Linked DNA regions of Hordeum vulgare: region 1 is linked to region 2. The links are chromatin contacts, called in public Hi-C maps. All regions are on one chromosome and are shown on one strand. The core of a region is the stretch at or near the end of the contact, and the rest is flanking DNA. Distances in the headings are between cores, read along the strand shown. Region 1 has its middle 180 kb from the start of LOC123446208. Region 2 has its middle 220 kb from the start of LOC123446207.

What was found. A called contact is a pair of places that touch in the nucleus more often than the background predicts.
Region 1: a Hi-C map of leaf shows a contact between it and region 2, with 4 times the contacts expected there. The contact joins two enhancer-like sites. A contact is called at or near these places in 2 of 6 Hi-C or Micro-C datasets (leaf and seedling).

The regions. Positions count from the first base shown.
Region 1 is chr4H:104,245,590-104,249,270 of MorexV3_pseudomolecules_assembly, forward strand. No RefSeq gene overlaps it. Among protein-coding and RNA genes, the nearest start is that of LOC123446208, 180 kb to the right of the region's middle. Within about 2 kb of position 2,127, at least 3 of the 3 cell types and tissues checked have open chromatin away from gene starts, as enhancers often do. A contact at or near this core is called in leaf, where this site is marked.
Region 2 is chr4H:103,700,396-103,703,796 of MorexV3_pseudomolecules_assembly, forward strand. No RefSeq gene overlaps it. Among protein-coding and RNA genes, the nearest start is that of LOC123446207, 220 kb to the left of the region's middle. Within about 2 kb of position 1,801, at least 1 of the 3 cell types and tissues checked has open chromatin away from gene starts, as enhancers often do. A contact at or near this core is called in leaf, where this site is marked.

The DNA of each region.
Region 1 (3,681 bases), core at 877-3,376, 550 kb after region 2:
TTTAGGAAAAAAATATTTCTTTGTTTTGAAAATTTTGATGAAATCAAAAAATCTTTATCGGTTTTGAAAATATGAAGCGACTTTGGAAAAACTTCATGAATTTTAAAAATATCCACGTATTTGAAAATTCTTAGCTACTAAAAAATAGTTCAATAATTTGAAAAGTGTTCATGTATTTTTTAAAAATTTGTTCACAAGTCGAAAAATGTTCATGTTTCAAAATTTCTTCACAATTTGAAAAATGTTCGTGGTTTCAAAATTTATTCACAGATTCGAAAAATGTCCGCAGTTTTATAATTTTGTTCACGAATTTGAAATTTTTCCATGTTTAAAAATTTATTCACAATTTGAAAAATGTTCACGGTTTAACTAAAAATATTCACAATTTTATATATTTGTTCACGAATTGGAATTTATTTCATGTTTCCAAATTTGTTCACAATTCAGAAAGGTTCGCATATTCAAAAATGCTCACAATTTTATAATTTTGTTCACGAATTTGAAATTTATTCATGTTTCAAATTTGTTCATAATTAAAAAAATGTTTATGGTTTCAAAATTTGTTTACAATTTGAATTTTTTCCATGTTTCAAATTTTGTTCACAATTTGAAAACTGTTCATGGTTTCAATTTTTTTTTTTGCAGATTCAAAAAATGTTCATGGTTGTATAATTTTATTCTAAATTTAAAATTTATTCATATTTCAAATTTGTTAAAAATTCAAAAATATTCACTGTTTCAAAAGATGTTCTGGATTTTGAAAAAGTATTCTTCAAATCCTAAAAATATTTTTGCTTCAAATTATAAAGTTGAAGAAAAAAATAAAGAAAAAACGAACCAAAAAAGAAAAAAGGAAATAAGCAGAAAAGAAAAAAGAAACAGAAAAAAAATAAACTGGGCCGGAGGAGTCGGGCGTTCCCCTGTGCGTCCGTTCGGCAGTTTGCCGCAACAAGCGGCGCGTACGAGGTCCCTGGGAGTTATGTCTCGCCTGTGTCAAGCGGCGCTACTAGGCCAGCTCAGTACTATAGCTGCGGAGCGAGTTTTTTCTCTCGCCGGTTTTCTTATTGGTTTTCTCAATGTTTGCAGTGGATTGCTTCGTTTCCCCTTTATTACTATTATTTTATTTCATTTTTTCATTTCTCTTCGGTTTTGACCGGTTTTCAATGTTTTCTTTTAGTTACTTTTTTTTACTTTTTTATTTTTTATTCAACGCATGTCTACATTTTTTCGATACACCAATAATATTTTCTATACGCATTTATATGTTTATTCCAAATACATGATAATATTGATCAAGTACATGTTTTGATGTTTATATATTTTTATACACGTTGTACATTTTTATAAACATGTTTATTATATTTTTCAAATACATGATTAACATTTTTGAACATCGGATAAGATTTTTCTGAAATATGTCACCAACATATTTTGAAGGTTGTAAGCATTGTTTTAAGTTCCTTGGATACTTTGTTACATCGTTTTTTTAAGTGTCATGTATATTTTCTCAAACATGTGAACATTTTTAAATGTCACCATTTTTTTTCGAATCCTATGCATGGTTATTCAAAATTATGCTAACAAACTTTCTACTTTGCGTTGGCACTTCTGTTATTTGCAGTGTTCTATTTAATTATTTTTTCGAATATAGGTTTTTAGAATGTCTCAAAACAGAATAAAGTCTTTTTTTTGCAGGGAAAACATAATAAAGTTTTCTTCTGCTTTTTTGTGAAAGAAAACATAACAAGCTCTAAGTAATAAAAGTGAAAAATAAAGAAAATATGAATGTAATTAGTGTACTTATACAGTACTGTGCATGCCCAGTGAGTGCACTTCCTAATAATTCGAGGCGTACCTCTATCTCGCTGCAAGCGAGACAAAGACGAGTCCATTGGTACGCTCCCCATATGTATTTGCATTCTCCAAAGCCCAAGGCATTTGTAGGGTAACAGACGCAAGGAGTGCGCAAAGCATTCTTTTGAAATTTCCTCTAGGCCGGCCCGGTCCACCCATGTACTGATGTACTCCAGTTGTGCTAAAGAAACGGGTACTGATGTACTCCACTGTACCACTCTACTGTATCTGTGCGAGTTAATCCGAAAAACAGGCCAGTGAGTTTAATCGATTAGTTCAGCAGAGCCCATCGGAAGCATTCATACCCCTGGGCCTGCTGCCCAGGCCCAGGGACGATCTGATCCACCAATTACCAAGGCGAGCCAGCTAATCTATAGGGCGCCTCTGAGACAGGTTCCTGCATGCCGCATCCAATGCGAGTGTCCAGTTAATACATCTGTCAGGTCACATTCACCCGTCCGCCTGCATTCGTGCCCATCTTTGCTTCTGCTAAGCATTTATCAGTTCCGCAGACGTGGTAATTTCCCCTTCGGTAAAATTCAAGTACCTGTGCAATTGTTCAGGCCACCACGACGTCGAACTAGGGGGCGTTTCTCTTCTACCACTCCTGCTGTCATTTCCGTTCAAACAAGCTGCGGGTTAAAACTTTCAGATACAACAAGTTAGAGCTACTCCTACAACGGTTCAGGAACCCTAATCGCTTACATCCCCGGCGAAGAATAAGCAAGAGCTTTTTACCATCCCATCCATCATCCTGGGCGAATACTCATAGTTCCGTAGCAAAGCTGGAGGCATCAAATTGGCGGTAGCTGAGAGTGGTAAAGAGTTCGAGCATTGAAGACGCTGCACATAAGGTTGCATGCCATCACCACCCTGCACTGACATATTCATAATTCGTGGCAGCGTAGCAGTAGCAGTAGCAGTTGAGGCCATAGCAGGGAAAGAGGGCCATAATTTCTCGCCAGAATTTGACTGCAGCACAACAATGAAAATAGACTCTGCATTTCTGGCCTGGTCTGCTCTCTCCGTCGTCTCGTCCGGCCTAGATCTCATGCTCACCTCACGTATTCAGCAATGGCATGGAGGCAGCAGGTCCAGGCTGACCTGATGATGCGCGATGAGTAAACCGAGTTATGTTGTCAGGAGATGTCATCGTTTCAGGCTCGTGTAGACCGCCGGATGCCAGACAGCTAGCTCTAGCTAGCTCGCGCAATGCATAGCATGTTGGAACGTGCGTATGCAGGTCTACGCGATTCTTACTTCAGCCCGCTACTTGACGGAACTTGCGTAACTAGCGACATGAATAAAACTGATCGATGAATTTGTTGGCTAAAGACCCGTGTCGTGCCTTTGCTTTGTATTGCTTTTCGTTTTTCTGGTGTTACAATGAACACCCCTAGGGTGTCATTTATACACGTCCACAAGGTACTATGGAAATAGACTAGGACTAGGAATCATAATACTACTAGGACTAGGTTTGGCTTTCTTTCCTAATCCTAAAGAAACAACATGATTAACTTCTACATTCACCTCCTTAATCTTGTTGCTTGACTTCACTTCTTGCACTCCGACTTTCCTCTTTATCTCGATGAACTTCTGTCGACCGAGGGACTTGGTGAAAATATCGGTAAGTTGGTCTTTCGTGTTCACATGTTGAACCTCGATCAACCCTTCTTCAATGCACTCCCGGATATGGTGGAACCAGGTATCTATGTGCTTGCTCCTTTCGTGATTAACCGGATTTTTGCACAACGAGATTGCAGCTTGGTTATCGATCTTCAGTGACACCTTCTGCACCTCCCGCTTTGCAAGAATAGCTAGGAGTCT
Region 2 (3,401 bases), core at 551-3,050:
AGCGCCAACGAGAAGGCAGAGCACGAAGGCAACGGCAATGACAACGGTGTCGGCGGCGATAATCCTAGAAGAAAACAAAAGAGGGCGATGGGTGCGGGAGTGGATCCTCTAACATATATTAGAGAAGTCACGTAAGCTATAGTGCAAACTAGTGCAAAAAAGAGAAGAAAAGTGACGGTTGTTTTAGCAAACATTGCATTTATCGACTCTAGGAGATACTATATGCAGTTTACTGTTGATATAAATTACTATTTTGTCACCATATTTTTGTTCGCAAGCAACTTTTGTAAATATATATGGTACATTTGTAGTTTGCAAATTAATTCAAGTCATTTTAGCCTTAAGCGCACAAATGTGAAGGAGGGAAGTTGTAGCTTACGTGACTTCTCTCCTTCATGTTAGAGGATCCAGTTCCGCCGCATGCGAGGGGGAAGAGTCGTTCGCTCGCTGCCCACTCTTGCACGAAATCGTGTTTTGTTTCTCTCTTCCTTCGGTATAGTAAAACCCGGCACATTAAAAATTGACAGGTGGACAGAACCAGCGCCCGCCCTTCCAGCAATGCTTATTGTATGAAGAATGTCGCTTGTTACATTCTAAACAGCGCGCTTTTTGCAGATTAAATAACAGAAAACAAAAACGTTACATGAACGAGTCTAGCACTAAGAAAATGTCATAGCATTTCAAAAAAATAATCTTGACAATTTTAAAAAACATATATAAAGTAAAAAAATCATGTAATTTTTTAATACAATGCAGAGCAAGCGCTTACATAATTATAAAAAAATATGTATCATCCAAAAATAATATAAACTGCATTATAGAAAATGTCCATGCATTGCAAGTAAATGTTCGTAGAATTTATATTAAATTTTATTTACCATATAAAAAATTGATCGTGTGGCTTAAACTAACGTTTCATATCTATCAACAAATTATTTCAATGTGTATTCTAAAATTGCTTAACATGCATTTATTTTGAAAAATGTTGAACGTGTATTTAAAAGATATTTTAGCTGTCTAAAGAAATATAATATCCATTAAAAAAGTAGACAGCAAAATATATATTTACAAAAAATCTTGTACTTAAGAAATGTTAAACATGTACTACTTTAACGTATATTGTGTATGAAAATAAAGTAAACATGTGTTAAAAAATAAAAAAAGGAAAAATAAAGATATCTATTTCTACTAATAAAAAGTAGATATTCTTAGCTTGTGACATTATTTTACAGAAAAATCCTAATATATTTTTTATCTGAACCTGCAATCCCAAGCTCTTATTTGAGAAAAATGCCGAGCTCTTTTTGTTGATATCGATCTTGTGGCTAGCGTGTCGCTTCATGGGCCTAAGCCCATCCATTTCTCGCATCCTACGCTATGGCCCAACTTATAGCAGAGTCAAGGAGGCAAAAATGTTAGACACCAATGCATATATTTACAAAAAAATCATGTACTTGAAAATGTTAAACATGTATTACTTTATCGTGCATTGCCTATGAAAATAAAGTATACATGTGTTAAAAAAAATTAAAAAACGAAAAACAAAGATATCTATATCTATATCTATCTATATACCTACTAATAACAGAAATATATATTCTTAGTCTGTGAAGCTATTTTACAGAAAAATCCTAATATATTTTTTATCTTAACCCATAATCCCAAGCTCTTTTTTTAGAAAAATCCCGAGCTCTTTTTGTCGATATCGATCTTGTGGCTCACTTGTCGCTTCATGGGCCTTATCCCATCCATTTCTCGCAGCCTGTCCTATGGACCAATTTATACCAGACTCAAGGAGGCAAAAATGGGAGCTCCTAGTCGGCGCCTTAAGCGCCGGCTAGGAGAACCAGCGCCCACACACCTATATAAATGGGCCGTCCCAGTTTCAGGGTTCAAATTTCTATCAAAAACCAAGAAAGCAAATAAATAAAAAAATCATCAAAACGGAAAATGGTTCATAAATTTTAAAAGAAAACATAACGAATTCGGAAAATTTAATGTGATCTAAAAAAAAGTTCACACTTTTTAAAAATGTTCACGGATAATGAAAATTAGTTCATGAATTTCAAAAAAAGTATAAAAAAGTTAGTTGAACTGCAAAAAAAGTTCACAAAATCTTATAAAAGTTCATCATTTTTGTCAAAAGTTCACCCATTTCAAAAAAAGTTCATCAATTTTTAAAAAGTTCATAGAATTTTAAATAAAAAACACGTTTTTTGAAAAGGGTTCAGTGATTTCGAAAAATGTTCCTTGGTTTGAAAAATAGATAATCAGAAAAAGGCTGCATTTTTTTGAAAAAGTAAAATTTATACGAAAAGTAAAAAACGCAAATGAAAAAGTAATATAAAGAGTAAAGAAAATAAAAAGGAGAAAAAGAGAAAAAACGAAGAAAAATCAGTCCTGAAAAAACCAAAATGAAAAACCCATCTAGGAAGCTTCTAAAAACTTCACAAAACCGAAGAAATCTCCCTCCCTCTGGGCCAGCCATGACCGAGCGCTGCAGGCGCCGGCTAAGAAAAATACACATTAACCGACGCCAGGTGCGCCAAATAGGATTTCCTGTCAAAAATGGTCATTTTCTTTTTTGGCGCCACAATCGTCAGTTAATGTGCATTTTTGGTAACTGGCTTCTGTGGTGTTCGAACTGGGCTGGCACATCTAGACACCTGTGATGCTTTAAGAAAAATCTATGAACTTATTTCAATATTGATGATTTTTTCAAAATGCCAACGAATACTTTTTAAGATGGATGATTTTTTTTTTGAAAATAGATGATCTTTTTTGAAATTTGATGAACATATATTTGAAAATGAATGAACTTTTTAATATTGATGTACTTTTTTCAGTTCAATGTACTTTTTGAAAAAAATGTATGAACTTTTTTGGAATTTTTACGCACTTTTTTAATGTTTATTGAACTTTTGAAAATTTAATGAACTTATCCTAAATTGGATGAAATTTTTGTCATTTTCAAAAAACTTTTTATCAAATTGATGAACTTTTTATCAAAATTGATGAACCTTTTTAGAGATATGAGCTTTTTCCAATGGATGAAACTATTTTATTTAAATCTGTGTTCCTTTTTTATTGTTTATTTTTTTCATAACAGAAAAATCAAAAAAGAACTAGACAACACTTTAGTGGGTCGGTCCATGCTAGCAGCGCCAAATCGTTAACGGACGCCTGCCACCTCAGCTATGCGAGGTTTTCATCAAAGGAAGGATTGTCCTTTTGAATTAATTCCACGTCGCTCTTTTACATTTCACTAGCAAATATGCCCGTGCATTGTAACAGGAAAAAACTATTAGATTACGCAGGTGTGGTAGATATAAAAAAGTATGATTTCATAAATAAAAAATTTGATGCTCATGGCGACTTGATTTCTTAAGGCGTCACAACAT